Linked DNA regions of Rattus norvegicus: region 2 is linked to region 1. A link is a contact called in public Hi-C data. All regions are on one chromosome and are shown on one strand. Each heading gives the region's core, a stretch centred on a gene start, on an enhancer-like site or on the middle of the called end of the contact. The rest is flanking DNA. Distances are from core to core; before and after follow the strand shown. Region 1 has its middle 41 kb from the start of Prelp. Region 2 has its middle 19 kb from the start of Btg2.

Region 1 (7,943 bases), core at 3,115-5,614:
GCCGAGTCAGCCAGCAGCCCCATCTCAGTTTCAGTATGACCTCTCTCAGCTCTCCAGATTGGGGCCATGCATCATATGCTAGAAGGTCGGTAAACATACAGTCCGTGGCCCTTTCTGTGACCACAAAATTGAACTTCCCATGCACCACACAACCTCCCTTATCAAAACAGACAGGAGACTGGCAGGCTGGCGCCGCCACGGGCTGCATCTCACAAAATAAGAGTGACCAGAAATCATTGTCAAGGCCTGGGCTTGCATTTAAAATGCAGCCGTGCGACTCGGAATGATGGAGGTGGGGCCGGCAGGCACGGGTAATTGTGGGGCTTTCAGGGGACAGTGTGACTCAGTGAGGGCAGAAATAAATGGGTGCCCTTCGGCTGAACAAGTGGAAATATTCACCGTGTGCTGAGACCCTTCCCTCACAGCAACAGAGTTACATCTAGAGTTGCCATTTTGCAAGAGGGGAAACTGAGGTACTGTGTGAACTTATCGAGACCTCGTCCTGGCTAGTCAGTAGTGGAGCCCAGGTTAAGCTGAGGTAGACCCTGGGAACTCGGAGGCACGGCACAGTCCTGGGAACAGGTGAGCAGGGTCAGCACCTTCTGAGCCCTGAGCACAGTCTCAGAGCTCTTGGCCTCTGTGCTGAGATCACAGCACAGACTTTTCAAAAGGCAAAGTGCACACATTCAAGAGACGCCTTCAGAAATGGTGAAGAGCTTGTACACCCCCCCACACACACACACACTTTCTCTCTCACCATCTTCTCAGGCCTCCAAATCACAGCAAGGGGGCCATCCAACATGCACCCCAAAATCCATTTCCATGTCCAAATGTCATCATCGTCCATGACACACCAAATTCCACACCCCTAAAACCTAGAATGCTCTCCAGCACAGCACAATGTAAGCCTCTCAGCCCTTCCACAGGCTCCCCCAACCACAGGCTCTCCCTTCCACAGGACCCCCTTTCCACAGGCTCACCCTGATTCTTTATCCATCCCCCAGTTGCCTCTCTACCCCAAAACACCGGCAGCTCTCACCCTGGACCCTTAGACTCTACACAACTGTTCTCTTCAGATGCTCGCCCACACCAAACCACTCTTCATCCAGTAAACAGAGGAATTCTAAACCCAGTGGGGTCCTGTTGCTTCCCTGCCCTATTCCCTTCATGCTTCATGCTCCACTTGAACTATGACCCCCAAAGCTCCGATCTGGCCAAAAGTGCAAACTCAGGCCGGCATAAGGAGATTCTGTAACAACAAAACAAAACAAAACAAAACAAAACAAAACCCTCCCCAAGCATGTATCTGTCTATGCATTTACCATAAATCCCACGAGTGTATGGACTGTTTTGCTTTGATCACATAGCAAACCTCAGACCAAACACAGAGGGACATAGTATGTTTCTCATAAGTGTTTGCTGAGGAAATGAAGGGGCTTGGGGAAGTGGCAGTGCGGAGAGCAGCCGTTTGATGCCTGCTGAGAGATGGGCTGTCAGCTGTGTCTTCCTCTATTTCAGCCCTGGGACCAATTGATCAAGTAAACACTGGCCTGCTTTGAACACTGGCTACATATTAACCAGCAGGCCACCACTGTGGCCCTATGGGACAGGCACTGTGATGGTGTTCCTCTATGTAGAGTAGGGAAGCTGGGTTTCCAGACAGCCTGAGCAGCTTGCTAAAGGCCCCAGAGTTGGTAAGGTGTGGAGCAGGCTGTGAGCTAGAATCCATGTTCTGAAGTGCAGATGTGACTAGTATATGGAAGCTTCTGGAAATCCTCTCTGGAACAGTGGAGGGATAGATTCTAGAGGTCGGGTTAGCCAGCAAGCTGGGAGGGTCTTGGGCACGGATAGACACAGCTACCCTCTGTGGCCTCCATGGCCTACCTCTAACATCAGCTCTGTCGAGGAGACAGGTAGGAAGGTGTTAAAACCCTTGAGCATGCTCCCTGAATACATCTTCTTGCTATTTCCCAGTTAGTCAGGGATAGAATACCAATGAAGTCAGTCTGAAAGTGGTGGGCACAGCCATAGGTGGTCCAGACTAAAGTAAATCAATGGTGCTTCCCTGTGGCCTGCCTACCCTCCGTTCCTGACTTTCCAGTCCCCTCCCACCTCCAGGAAGCAGAGAAGGAAGGGCCTAGGAGGGAAGGCTGCCAACCAGCAGGAGAAAGGACACATCACTGGAAACAACAAAGCACCTTTCTGATTTATGAGATCCCCCTCCAAGCCAGTCATTTGGGGATGAAAATGAAATCTTTGAGGCTTTCTTGTGATGGCTCTTCACCAACTTTGTCTGCCAAGCAGGCTGCCTCTGCCTGCTCTGGAATTTTTCAAGTCCAAGCCAGCTAAGCTCTGGGAGGGGATGGTGGGGATTGGACAAGCAGAGCTGGAAGCACCCATCCCGCCCACAGAGACTGGGAGGCCTGAGGGTCTTCTGGGCACGTGTGAGAGGGGCTGGGGAGGAAACCAGTCTTCATCATCTTCTTCACCTTGCTCCTCCATCAGGGCTGGGTCTGACAGCCAGCAGGAGGCAGCTACAGTCTCTCTCCAGCTCTTCCGATTCTAGCTGCAGAGACTGCTCCAGGAGCTGAGGCTGCCTGCCCCGCAGAAGGCCTGAGGGAAAGGCTAAGTAACACCCAAGAAAGAAGAACATGGTGTAGTGAGGGAGCACTGAGTCCCAAAGACCGAGACAACACGGCAGGTTTGGACGAGCCGGCGATGTCACGTGACTTTGAACAAATAATTTTTGTTTCCTGGTCTAAGTTTTCCATCTTTAAGTGAGGGCTTGGGCCAGGTGCTCCCCACACCACTTCCATCTGTAAACGTGGTGTTTTCAGTCAGAACCTACCTCCGCTTTGCTTTTGTGGCCCCATTTCCCACTCGGCGTTATGGATCCGGAGTAATCGCCAGGTGTGAGCACCTCTTCCTGTGGCCCAGCCACTCCTGAGGCCAGGGACCGGAAGTGCTTCTTGCCATCAACTTTGTGCAGGTCTAAGAGGAATAAAGGCATGGCGTTTAACTGGCAATGCAGTTACACAAAGAGACTCAGGCTTGACCACCATCCAAGAGGCTCACAAGCTCATGAGAAACTGCCACTCACAAGGAACGCTTCCAAACGTAATCGGAAATCATCAACACTACGGGGTTGGGGGTGGGGGGAGATAGAAGCACTTGGGAGCCACACCCTCTTCAGCCTGCCTCTTCCTCTTAGAGAGCAGGAAGAACAATTTGTGTGAGTGGAGACTGAGGTAGTTTAGGGCTGAGTTCTGATGTCTTATCCCTCCGGATTCTCGCTGCTTTTTTGCTCTGTTGATGAAGTCTCAAGCAGTCATTTCTGTCTCGTGGTCACTTTAAGAACAGACCGGCTCCAGCGGTAGAGCGCTTGCCTAAGAGCGCAAGGCCCTGGGTTCGGTCCCCAGCTCCGGGGGGAAAAAAAAAAAGGAAAAAAAGAACAGAGAGGCTCTTCTTTGATTGGGTGGGATCTGGGCATGCGTGTGAGCCTTCCACCTTTCCTCCAAGAAGCCGGCTTGAACAGCCTTCATTCATTAATTCATTCAGCAAATGTGTATTGAGCCTTCCTCCCTCCTCATAGGACAAATGAGGTGTCAGACACTGGATGTGATTTATCAGATGATGCCCCGAATCCTGCAGCCAATGGGATCCAATGGTGCAGTGCATCAGTAGTATCTCTCCTGAATCCTTTGACGTACCCAGTTACTCAAGCTCTGAACTGTGCACCTTGTGGGCCAGTGGTCCCACAGGCAGACATCAGGGCTTCTTCATTGCCACTTTCTGGGTGGCTGCCACAGTACTCAGTGAATGTTTAGATGTATGTGGCTTTAGATATATGTGGCTTCCCAAGGGCACTGAACTAAGCAGGAAGTTCCCCTGGTTTCCCCAATCCGAGCACAGCCCTCCACTGAGGAGGCATGCAGAAGTAGAAAAGAGACATTTGGAAGGGAGAGGACAGGAAGGGCCTGGGCTAGCTGCCAGGCTCAGATGCCTCTGGACAAGCAGGGGTCCATGGTCCTCTGTGTTCCGGAATGTGAGAGGCACTTGCCAGGGAATCTTTTTAAAAAATGGCTCCTCCCCCAAACCTTTGCTCCTCACCCTGGACAGAGCCATGCTGGCAGTGCCTGCTGGACCTTCCTCACAGTGCACGGGTGCCCCTTGGTGGACAAAAAGCCGGCCCTGCTCTCACTATTTCTGAGGACTGGTGAGCCGTTAGAAAAGGAAGATTCTGAAGCCTTTGTCCCCACAGCCTGTCAGACTCTCGGTGGCATGAGTCTAAGTCTGCACCAGAGCCCTTTCTCCGTCTGACGTGTGGCTGGAGCCATGGGCCTGCATTCTTGGCTGGCCACACAGTACACTTACTGTCAGTGTAGGCTGACCTCATGGCAGGGCAGCCCGGGCCCGTGTCACTCCCCTCCAAGAACTCTGCACACTGCAGGAGGGCAGAAGCAGCTCCTTTTTGCTCGGATGAGATCTGGGCGTGCGTATGATCCTTCCCCTCGGGTAGTGACTGTGCCAAGACATCTGCCATACCGGAAGCTTCCCGACTCTGTGGATGGTCCCGGGAAGGCAAGGAGAGCAGGGTGAGGGCAGCAAACCTTTTCAGCCTGTGGCATGGGGACAAGATAGAAGGTTGGAGGAGGCAGGACCCTGGGGTGCTGTAGAACTTGAGAGCAGCCACTTGGTTTTGTTCTTATTTCGCAGCAAATATCAGACAATGTGCAGAGGCTGGTGAGATGTGTGTTAGGGCCTCTTCGCCGCCCCTGATCTCTGTCCCCCCACCCTAACCCCCATAGGAAGTCCTGCCCCTGTGACTGATCCTGGGCTCTTGGCTGGATCCTCCCTTCTTAAAGGGCAAGCCTCCCGGGGACCACTGCAACCTCCCCTGTCCAGAGTTGAGCTGAAGGTAGAAATAATTGTGCAGGGGGCATAGGCAGTCACAGCGGCAGGAACTGAGCCTAGAAAAGGTCAAGAGGCCATGGTCCACAGACACTGGGATGCAGGAGCGGGTAGTAGGAGGGATGGCAGCATGAGGAGCTGTCTACTCTGGGCAAGCGAGGCTGCATTCCCAGGGCGAGTGGCATTCCTGGGGTGCTGTGAGGTGGGGGTTGTGCAGGCTTTCCCATCTTGTTTTCTTAAGCCTTCATTACAGCGGGGACCTCACCTTCTGTGTTTTCTTTGGTTAAGATTTATTAATTATTATTTGTGTGCGTGTGTGCGTGTGTGCATGTGTGTGTGTAAATGCCCAAGGAAGTCAGAAGAGGAGCATGGATGTCCTCCCCGCCGGGAGCTGGAATTTCAAATGGTTGTAAGCTGCCTGATGTGGGTGCTGCCAACCAAACCCAGCTCCTGTGGGAGAGCAGGTGCTTGTAACCACTGAGCCATCTTTGCAGTCTACCCCTGCCCTGTTCAATAGCAAACCGAGTCAGCGAAAAGGAGTTTAGGCATCTTGGTTAAAGCACCATGGCAATGTGGTGGTGTGTGGATTTGAACTCAGGTCTGCCCCCTCAGACTCCAGATGGTTCCTTAACCCTCAATCAGCAGTTCGTCCAAGAGCAAAGAGGCCGAGGCAGTGCAGACATAGAACTTGAGGTCCAGACTTCTAGAAGCTTAGGGTTGAAATAAGCCTACCAACCTGTGGTAGAAATTAGATTTCAGTGAGAATACTGCCAGGTCTTAATTAGGCAGCCAACTGATTTGGAGGGGAAGTTAGGGAACCACCAACACCCCCACCCCAACTCTTGTCTCTCTTCTTCCCTCCTTCCCTCTGACAGGATTCATGGAGCAATTACGACTTGTGTGGAATGGTGCTAAGTCTAAAACACAAACAAACTTAGGGGCCTGTGGCCTATCCTTGGAACTCGAGATTCCTTGAGAAGTTTCAGGGAGCAGACACAGCTGTGCACACCCCTCTCGCTCCACGGTTTTCCCTTCCTGGCTTTACTTCTGTACCCCAGACCATGTCAGGCTCAGCAAGCTCCCATTTTTCCTTGAAGCCTCAGCTGTCTTAGCTCAGAAAGGCCCTGATCCTCCCTTCCCAGAGCCACCCTGGGGGCTGGCAGCAGAAGAGAAGGCAGTGAGTCTTGGACAAACAGGCCTTGACGTGTCTGAGCCTGTGGGCTCCACATCTGGACACAGCTGGGCCTGGGGCAACCCCAGTTCTCCAGGTCATAGGTTACACTGAACTGACTTCCAGCCCTGGAACAAACGAACTGTTCTTTGGCTCCCAGCCTTTCTCTCTCACAGCCACTGGCCCAGCTAATCTCAGAGCCACCACACCCCATTCCTTCCATGCACCAGCACCAAAGCAATGCTGAGGGCTGAGGGCCAGTGCCCAAGTCCAGTCCTAGAGCGGCCGGCTGGCTGCATCTCCCTTCCCATTGACTTCTCTATATACCACATCAGATCATGTTCCCGTCCATCCCAACCATACACCCCTTTCTTCTCTCCCTTTCTTCCTTGTTCTGTAACACAGAGGCCATACACTTACCGTTTATCTCAGCAAAATCCTCCCTGGAGAGACGAGAAGGAAATGCATTGACAGGAGAACCTAGGCAGGAGAGAAGATGGACACACTCAGAGGAATGATTTCTTCCTCATGATAGCTGTTACTCCAGAGAGCTCTTCCCTCTAGAGCTTCCTTCCCATGGAACTATTTTTTTTCTCCATCTTTATTAACTTGAGTATTTCTTATTTACATTTCGATTGTTATTCCCTTTCCCGGTTTCCAGGCCAACATCCCCCTAACCCCTCCCTCCTTCTCTATGGGTGTTCCCCTCCCCATCCTCCCCCCATTACCGCCCTCCCCCCAACAATTCCGTTCACTGGGGGTTCAGTCTTAGCAGGGCCCAGGGCTTCCCCTTCCACTGGTGCTCTTACTAGGCTATTCATTGCTACCTATGAGGTCAGAGTCCAGGGTCAGTCCATGTATAGTCTTTGGGTAGTGGCTTAGTCCCTGGAAGCTCTGGTTGGCCCATGGAACTATTTGAAGGCAAACAGATCATACCTTCTAGATTATTCTGGTTATTCCTGCTTCCAAATACTTTGTTCCAAGGCCAAGATTCACTATTAGTAAATTGTCCTAATTTTGAGTTGGGAAATAAGGCTACGTATCTCTTCCTCTTGACAAAGCTGGTATATTTGGTCTGCATTGATTATGTGCCATACTGTACACATAAGCAGAAACACACACACACACACACACACACACACACACACACACACACACACACACACCAAACAAATAAATGGTATGGTCTTGATAACTGTATTCATATCCACTCTGGTCCTCTAGATATCAAAAGTTTCTGTAGGTTCCCAAACTGCTCCATATCTGCTCTGGTCTCGGCCTCGACCTCATGAACAGGTCTGTATTAGGTAGCTAATGTAGCATAACAAATCATGTCACCTACAATGATATGTGGCTGGGTGTGGCCTCTGGGTCTCGAGGCTGCAGTTAAAAAATGCCTCTGGTCTGGGAAGTAGCTCGGTGGCAGGAAGAGCGCCTAGCTACATGATGGTGGTGGCAGGAGGGAAGGGAACGAGGGCTGTCTGAAGGGATGAGTGGGGCTGGGAATCAACCTCCAAGTTGGCCTGCTCCGTTGACAATTTGGCTACAGGAGAAAGTGCCAGGCCCTCTTCAACCTTCTTGCAACATGGTGGCTGGGTACCAAAGCATACAGTCAGAGAAAGCGAGGTGAGGCTGGATTTTTTTTTATGGTCTTAAATGTAGATGTCTTCTGTTGTGCTCCAGTGCGTAGAGCAATCCCAGGCCTCGTCAGTTACCAGGAGAGAGAATGTAAATCATGCCCCTCTGTGGAAGGAGACTCGTACATCGCTAAGATGACCAGACGAAATCAGATGAAATTAAAGGTGTGGCCACAAGACCTCTGCTCTTTTGAGCCTGCCACACGCATGCCGTGGTGAACTCA
Region 2 (7,943 bases), core at 1,589-4,088, 140 kb before region 1:
TTTACTCTTCCACCTTAACCTTTGATGTTGGCTAGTGTTTTGGTTTTTGTTTTTTGGTTTGTTGTTGTTTTGTTGTCAACTTGACACAAACTAAAGTTATTTGGGAAGAGGAACTTCAATTAAGAAAATGTTTCTAGGGCTGGGGATTTAGCTCAGTGGTAGAGCGCTTACCTAGGAAGCGCAAGGCCCTGGGTTCGGTCCCCAGCTCCGAAAAAAAGAACCAAAAAAAAAAAAAGTATTTAAAAGAAAATGTTTCTATCAAGTTGTCTGTAGGCAAGCTTGTAGGGTATTTTCTTGATTAATGATTAATGTGAGAGGCCAAGCCCACTGTGGGCGGTGCCAGCCCCAGGCAAATGGTCAGAGCAATACAAGAAAAAAGGCTGAGGAACCCATGGCAAACAAGCCAGGAAGCACTATTCTCCATGATCTTTGCTTCCATTTCTACTTCCGGCTTCCTGCTTTAGTTCCTACCTTGACTGCCCTTAGTGATAAACTATGACTTGGGAAGTTTAAGACTAAGTTAACCATTTCCTCCCCGTCATAGCAGTAGAAACCAAGTAAACTAGATGTTACTAAGGCAGATGTTAATAAGCATTTTTATTTTGTGTATCCACTTGTTTGTTGCTTGTCTCCCCCAGTAGAACATGAGCAGCACAGGAGTGGGTATTTTTCCTACACTGTTTTCTGTGGTGTTCTCAGCCTCCTGTAATGCCTGGTAGAAATAAGAGCTTTGTAAATGCCTTATTAAAGAACGAGATCAGATCTGGGAGTATATTTTGGGAACTCTCTAAGCATGAGTGGGGGACCCTGAGACCACGGGAGAGCAGCCCAGACTGTGCTGCGAACCTGGCACAGCTGTTTCACAAAGTCTGGGCTGGTTCTGGTCTTTTCTCTCTGGCCTCGGGCTTCAGAACTGACTCAGAAGGCAGCACCGGGCCCTGGTTCTGCCTCAGACTGGACTTTCCCCTCCTTCCGCCCAGCCCAGCCCAGCCACCCCCAGTGGAGGGTTTGGCGGGGAACTCCAAAGCCATCCTTTTCTCTGAGATGGATGGGTACTGGGCCTCCACCCAGGGAGAGAGAGAGAAAGAGAGAGAAGGGTGTTAGTCACCTTTGTAGCCCGGTGACAAACATACCTGAGAGAATCGACTTAAGGTCTCGTGGTTTCAGAAGTTTTAGCATAGGATCCCCGGATCCATCCCTTGGATCCTGAGGTGAGGCAGAAGATGTTGGTGATGGGAGGCAGCGGGGAAGAAGGCTGCCCATCCCCGTGGTGGCCAGGGAGCAAAGAAAAGGAGAGAAAAGGAACAAGACAAAATATACCATTCAAAGGTCCACTACCCTCTGATAGGCTTCCTTTGACTAGCACCATGAGAGACAGAACAAACCTTCCTACGAGAGCCTTTGAGAGATATTTAAGATTGAGGCTGTAATTTCAGCAGGAGATAGTCCCCAAGAGAGAGCCCACAACACTGCCCATAGTTGCTTTTTGTCTGGTTTTATTGGGGGTTCTCATAGGGCCTTCCTAGGGGGAAGTTAGTGTCACCATCCTGGGATTCTGTTCTAAGTATAGGAACATTCCCCTAAGTGAACCCCAATCCTCACTCTCTGGGGTCAACCCAGCCTTACTCTCCCCAACCCTTGTCTAGATAGTCTCTGGTCTACCCTAAGGAGAGCTGGCGGGAGGGTGGGGCGATGCCTGGGGCAGGAATGGGAGCCTCTCAGAGTTCTTTCTGCTCAATGTGACATCTCCCTCATCCCCATTGTTTGGTTTCCTCATTAGCACTTAGCACTCTCTCCTGTGGCCTCTACCTATTTCTCTTCTTCATCCTTTGGATGTGCCTGATAAAAGTCATGGATCTCGGGGTTGGGGATTTAGCTCAGTGGGAGAGCGCTTGCCTAGAAAGCGCAAGGCCCTGGGTTCCGTCCTCAGCTCGGGGTGGGGGGACGAGAAAGAAAGAAAAGTCATGGACCCCAAACCATTCTGAATGAGAGCTCTTTAGTGTGTAGAGCAGGTGCCATTGAAGGAGGAAGGTGGTAATCTGCCACAGTGACCTTGTCCCCAGTCCACAAGGACTCACAGTGGCCTCGGATATGGTGAGACCTGAGAGTTCTACCTGAATTATACGGTGCTATCTAGCACCTTCTACATAAGAGGCTTGCACCACTCCACACCCTGTGTCATGGACCCGAGTGCTGAACCACTCACTCGCAGAATGTGTGGAGCCTAAGTGAGACTTTCCTCCCACCCAGCCCCCAACCTCCATCTTTAAAATGGCCGCCATCCTGTGGCCCTCTCTCTCCAGGAGGCTGCCCTGCCAAACCTCCTCTGCTCTAGATTCCAAGGGCCCAATGGTTAGCATCATCATGGGAGTATTTGATGGCCAGCCAGGCCACTCACTGGGTTGCTCATGAGCCCATCATGGGTGACCATGCGTTCTCAGGAAGCCTGTGTGTTTGCTGACAGAGTAAAGCTTGTCTTTTCTTAGTTTCCCATGTCAGTACCTAAGCCTGGACATTTCTTAACAAGTCTTTGTGGCCTTTAGGAAAAATCCATGGGACACAGCTCTCTGTATTCAGGTCTTGGAAAATGCTAGGGCCTAGAAGGGGCTCACCTGACTGGGTTCTCTTTAAAGCGGAACTCTGCTTCTTACCCTGGATGGAGGATGAAAAACCATACAGCAACAGGCGTTTGTAGCAGTTAATATTTATTGAGGGTTTACTCCATGCTAAGTGCTGGCCCAAACGTTCCACATGAGTTAGCTCACTTAAGACTCATGGGTCACTGGGGCAAGGACTACTATTATACATACCACATGCAGCCCACAGGCCTGGGCTGTGTGGGAGGGAAGGTTATGGAGCAGGTGTTGGGTGAACAAGCAGAAGAGATGAGGAAAGAGGACAGAGTGGCCCAAGAGACCGGGTGATATTCAGGAAGCACATGTGCCCACAGTCCCTGACACCTCAGTTGTCAGACGTCCCCTGGACTTAGGAATGTCTATCAGGATTTTCCAGTCTCCAGTTTAACCTCCCCAAACATGACTTAGCAGCCAAGGGCCAGGTCTTAGGAATGTCTGTCCGGTGTGCTGGCCAGTTTTGATCCATTCAGCCAGACTTCTTCCCAGTCTGAACTGGAGCGGAGAAAGTTTAAATTACCTGACCCATCACTTAGACTCCACCTGTACTGGTTAACTGGGAGAGGACCTGGCCCTCTTTCATTTTAACCCCGGTAAGAATGGCAGATGTCTGGGCAGGGAGTCAATCTGACTCCTTTCTTTCCTGCTGGCCTCCCCTTCCCAAGCCTCAGTCTCCCGGGTAGGAACTGCTCCTGCTGGCCTCCCTCCACAGGTCTCAGAGGTGAGTGACAGCCAGTGGTCAGTGAGACACTCTTGGCTGGAATGTTGATCTGCGAGTGGAAGAAGCTGTGACAGGGCAGGAGAAAGTGGGGAGAAAGCCAGCTAGAGAAACCAGAGCAGGCAGCCAATGAGCTGCCAGCATGGAGGCTGGGCCATTAGACAAGCTTTGTAAATAACATCCGGCCTGTGTTAGAGCCATGATGTTCCATTCCCCAAATAGAACTTGACTCTCTGCTTAAGGCATCTCTCGGGCCCCTGGGGAGCTGCACCGGTAAGTCCCTCCCCTAGTTGCTCTGGAGTCAGGACTGGGAGCACAGAGCAACCCAGCTCACAGCCTGGTACGATGGAGTGTACTTGCAGTCACCACATTCAACACTTTGATAGCAGAGGCAAGCCAGATGGTGTCTCTTCTCCCAAATACAGGCAGGTTGGTTGCCGAGGGGACACCAGCACAGGCTCAATGGACATGTATTTTTAAGTCCATCCAAACTTCATCCACTCATTACCTTGTGTCTTGAATTTCCCAGGAGGCCCTTGGCAGGGTGTGCACTGGGCACCTGCAAGTGGCTCCAGGGCAGAGCTGTTGAAAATGTGGTCAGAACCAGGACAAAGTGAGATAGGGCTTTGTGCCGCCTTTGTAGATGTTTTCTGGCCACCCCCTCAGTTTCTACTCTGAGAATCCCTCCCTGCCCCCAGGGAGCAGCAGGGCCACCCTGAGGAGTCTTCCATCTGCTGTCCCACACCACAGGTCCTTACACAGGAGTAATCTAAACGACTTGGGACTCCAGATAAGATCCTTGCTTCCATTAAACATTGACAGGCCCAGGCCTGTCAACTGAGCGCGCTTATGGGCAGAGGAACTTCTGGGAGACCATAGCAGTTAGACAATTAAAAATGAATGGGCCCCAGTGCTTCCCAGGTTCTGCCTCTGAGCATGGCAGTTCTCCAGGGGCTGGAAGGAGGAGCCTGGAGGGTTCAGAAGGGGCCAGCAGGATCTAGACCTCAAGTGACAGCAGTCTCAGGCATCGGCTCCCTTTACAGTCTGGATGGGAAGTACACAGCCTCTCAGTCAGAAAGGAATTCTTGACTCTGAGCTCAGCTCTATAGCATGGCACTCTGGGCTGAAGTGAGAAGGGTGCTTCTCTCGTACTCAAAAGGTTCTTAGAACCTGGTGTGTGGCAGTGCTTGAAAGCTGAGGCAGGAGGATTGAGGGAGTTCAAGGCCAGTGTAGGCCACAGGATCCGACTGCCTGGAGGAAAGCAGACAATGGGAACAGTTTGTGGTGTTCCGAACCTGCAAAAATCAGCATCCAGGAAGCGGAGGCAGGAGGACCATGCAAGGTTCAAACCCACTGGGTTAAGTGTGAGTTCCTGACCAGCCTAGGCTAGCCCGAGACACAAATAAACAAATGCAAACACCAAAACCTGCCCCCTCTCCCGCCCCCGAGGTCTTGATTTTATCAGTTTGCCTGCCGTCCTCTCTACTCCTCTGTTCACTGCAGATTTTTCCAGTACCTGCCTAGTGTGTACTTCCAGTTGCTTGGGGAATGAGGAAATAGGATGTACACAAGACCAGCAAAGTGCGAGCAGCTGGCAAAGGAAGGAGAGAGTCAGGGTCACCTGGTACGAGGGAAATTATCAAGCTGTCTGGGCTCATAAGGACGTTAACTCATGGTCAGCCAACAATCTCACTTCACAGTGAGGGAGACCGGGACCGGCAAGATGGTGGCACAGCCAAAGAATTACAGAGGCCCCTGACTTCTGGCTTCATGCTGGAGGGGGGTGGGTGGTCTGACTGTTTCCTATGGCAGAGTAGGACGGTGTTACCCATTAGGTACCAGTGGGCAAGGATCCATTCCTTACTGACTCCCACATCCAGAGTCAGTGCAGAATGTACTTGGATCCAGGTATGTTTATGAATTCCAGGCCTCTGAGCACCTGAAATGTGTTTGTAACAGGCTGGGTTTATACTGGGATCTACTGACTTAGGTCCTAGCAATCTTGTCGTGAACTTCCTTGATCCCAGGAGGGGAAGGAGGGAGGGTCTTAGAAGAGGGGAAAGGGTGAACCAATTCTGACATGCCCAGCCCTTTCCCTACACCATGTCTACCTCAAATATCACCCACCAATTGACCCCCATTCCAAGTCACCCTTCTGTGAGAGATCTTGAACTCCACCCCCAAGCTCCTTGGGCCTTCAGCAGTGGAAAGGCCCTGTGGTAAAGATGATGGGGGCAGAGAGGAATTGCTGGGGGCTTCAGGGCCCGGTTGGCCTCTCTAATCACACAGCCTGTTTCTGAGATCATTGTGAAGACTGAAGGACAGGATAAATGCAGAAGCTAAGAGAGATGATTAACACGGGTCTAATGGGGGGAAGGGCTAATAATAAGGCATGTTTTGTCCAGTACATGTAAAGAGTTCTCTCAGAAGAGATAAACAGAAATGTTTCTTAGATTTCCTATCTCCTGGTCCACTCAAAAGGATCATCTCCCTCATTGCTATTGATGAAGCGCTCATGTGACTTCACCATACACGGAGGTGAAAAAAAAAAAAAAAGCATGTTCTCTTCTTGCTGAACCAAGTTCAGAAGCTTCTGGGCCTCAGGAGCACCGGGGGTGTGGACTGATAAGCAGTGTGCCAGCTGCTTTTAGAGCAGACTGTGCTAGGCACACTTGCCCCCACTACTCCTTACGTGGAGAGCCCGGGCTAGGTACACTCCTGGTGAGAACGGACAGCTGGGACCTTTATGACTGGCTCCCTTCATCCTCCTCCCAAGAGTTTTCTGCGAAGCCCCACGGAGCTCGGGTCTCCAGGGCCTTCGGGACCGTTTTCCTGTGCTCATTACTGGCTGCCGGTGAATCCAAAATGACCTCTAATCACACAAGTAGTGAAACACACGCCCTCTATAGCTGGAGAGCAATTTGTCTTTGTGGTTCTATGTAATAGAACCTTTTTTACCCCCAAGAAACTGCTTGGCTGTGTGCCCTCTTCCAAACACACACCATTCAGTGCCGTAGGTTCTGCTGAGTTAGGGGAGAACAAAGAGGTGCTGGTTGCTCTCCCACATGCCTGGAGTGACAGGCTTATACCGTGCTGGGCAGGAGAGCCGTAGCATAAGAGAAGTGTGTAACCTGGGGCACACTTGAAGATACTTTTTGTGTCTTTCCCACTTTCCCCCCCTGCCCCCAGCAACAGATGGAAGTCAAATAAGTCAGCCCCAAAGAATCAGGCGGGCTCAGCTGCAGAGAAGGCCGGCTGGCCTTTACTGGTGTTGGGAGAGGTAGGGCCACCTGCAGGGATGGCAGCTGGTGGAGGCCCAGGGCTAGGAGAGGTGAGAGACATAGGAGCATGTGTGCCCACAGGGGCCTCCTGAGCACCTCATGTTTGGTTCGCACAGCCTCTCCATGGCCTCCCCACAACCACTCAGAAGACAGAGTTCACGGACATTTTCTGGTTGAAGAATCCGAAGCCCCCATCATTTCTGAGGGGTCAGGATCTCAGGGCTTCCCAGTGCATTCTCTTTATGTTCCTCCCAGTTGACTGTTGACCTGGGGAAGTCATGTACGACTCCTTGGGAGGGTCAGCCTTCCTCATAGACATCTGCAGTTTCTTTAGTATCCTTCTTCCCATTTGGGGGAAAGCCCCTAGGAGCCTAGTTATGGTGGAAAATGAGTGAATGCCTAGGGCTAGGCCAGTGGGCAAAGGCAGGTCAGAAGACTGGGGGAACCAGCAGGAGCCCAAGGCATTCAGGTGTGAGTGAAGTGGGTCACCTTGGGAGTAGACAGGGTCCACCCTTATGAGAGAGGGGTGGGTCTCAGGGCTGCCCTTGTGTGCCAGGAAAGCAGGATCTAAGCCTGTGGCTACCTGATTGCCAAAGTGTTTAGTTAGCTGAGGTAAGAGGGTGGTGAGAAGTTTCAATTGTAAGCCGTACCAGAGAGAGGATAGCTGCTGTTTCTGTGAGTTCTGCTGAAAAGAGAGGAGGTGGGGAGGAGGAGTGGGGGAGGGGCAGGTGAGTGTCCTAGCTAGGAGGAAGCCGACTTCTCCTCTCCCAAAGTCCCTTCTGTATAGGGCACCCACCTCCCTCTCAGGAAGAACACAGGTTGGGCTCTCTGCATGGCTTCTCAGAGGATTGTAAACCCAGCCAGGAAAGTCCTTCCTCTTCCCTTCTGCCCCCACCCCCACTCCCGTCCCCCAATGAGGGACAGAGTTTATTTCTCCAAATCCTTTGGGGGTCACTTCCTTCTGCCTTTGTCACTTGGGTTTACTGATAGACAAAAAGAAACTTCCTTGGATGGGGGGGTCCTACTAGGTGCCCTGCCCTGGGCTGGATGAACCGTGTCCTTCCACTACTGAGGCATCCTGCCTGGCGAATGCTCGACAAGGGAATGAGCATCACCTTCCAGGACTGGAGGGAAAGGGAAGGCTATCAACGAAGCCACGGACAAAGTGTGTAGAGCTGAGAAAGCACCAGGTCCTCTAGGAGCGGCTGCGGATGAAAAGGGAAATTTGAAATGGAGAAGGCCAGGGCCATTTGCAAAGTCCCTTCACCAACTTTAACCCTCCTAGCCCAGGGACCCCAGTCTGAAGGTGTT

Evidence for each region. Hi-C and Micro-C count contacts between places; a contact is called where the count stands out from the background.
Region 2: a contact with region 1 is called in a Hi-C map of liver, with 5 times the contacts expected there. The contact joins two enhancer-like sites. A contact is called at or near these places in 9 of 12 Hi-C or Micro-C datasets (the A7r5 cell line, the Rat2 cell line, Schwann cells and 5 more).

What each region holds. Positions count from the first base shown.
Region 1 is chr13:47,969,207-47,977,149 of GRCr8, reverse strand. No RefSeq gene overlaps it. Among named protein-coding and RNA genes, the nearest start is that of Prelp, 41 kb to the right of the region's middle. Within about 2 kb of position 4,364, at least 30 of the 93 cell types and tissues checked have an H3K27ac peak or open chromatin away from gene starts, as enhancers often do. A contact at or near this core is called in the A7r5 cell line, kidney and liver, where this site is marked.
Region 2 is chr13:48,102,681-48,110,623 of GRCr8, reverse strand. No RefSeq gene overlaps it. Among named protein-coding and RNA genes, the nearest start is that of Btg2, 19 kb to the right of the region's middle. Within about 2 kb of position 2,838, at least 54 of the 93 cell types and tissues checked have an H3K27ac peak or open chromatin away from gene starts, as enhancers often do. A contact at or near this core is called in the A7r5 cell line, kidney and liver, where this site is marked.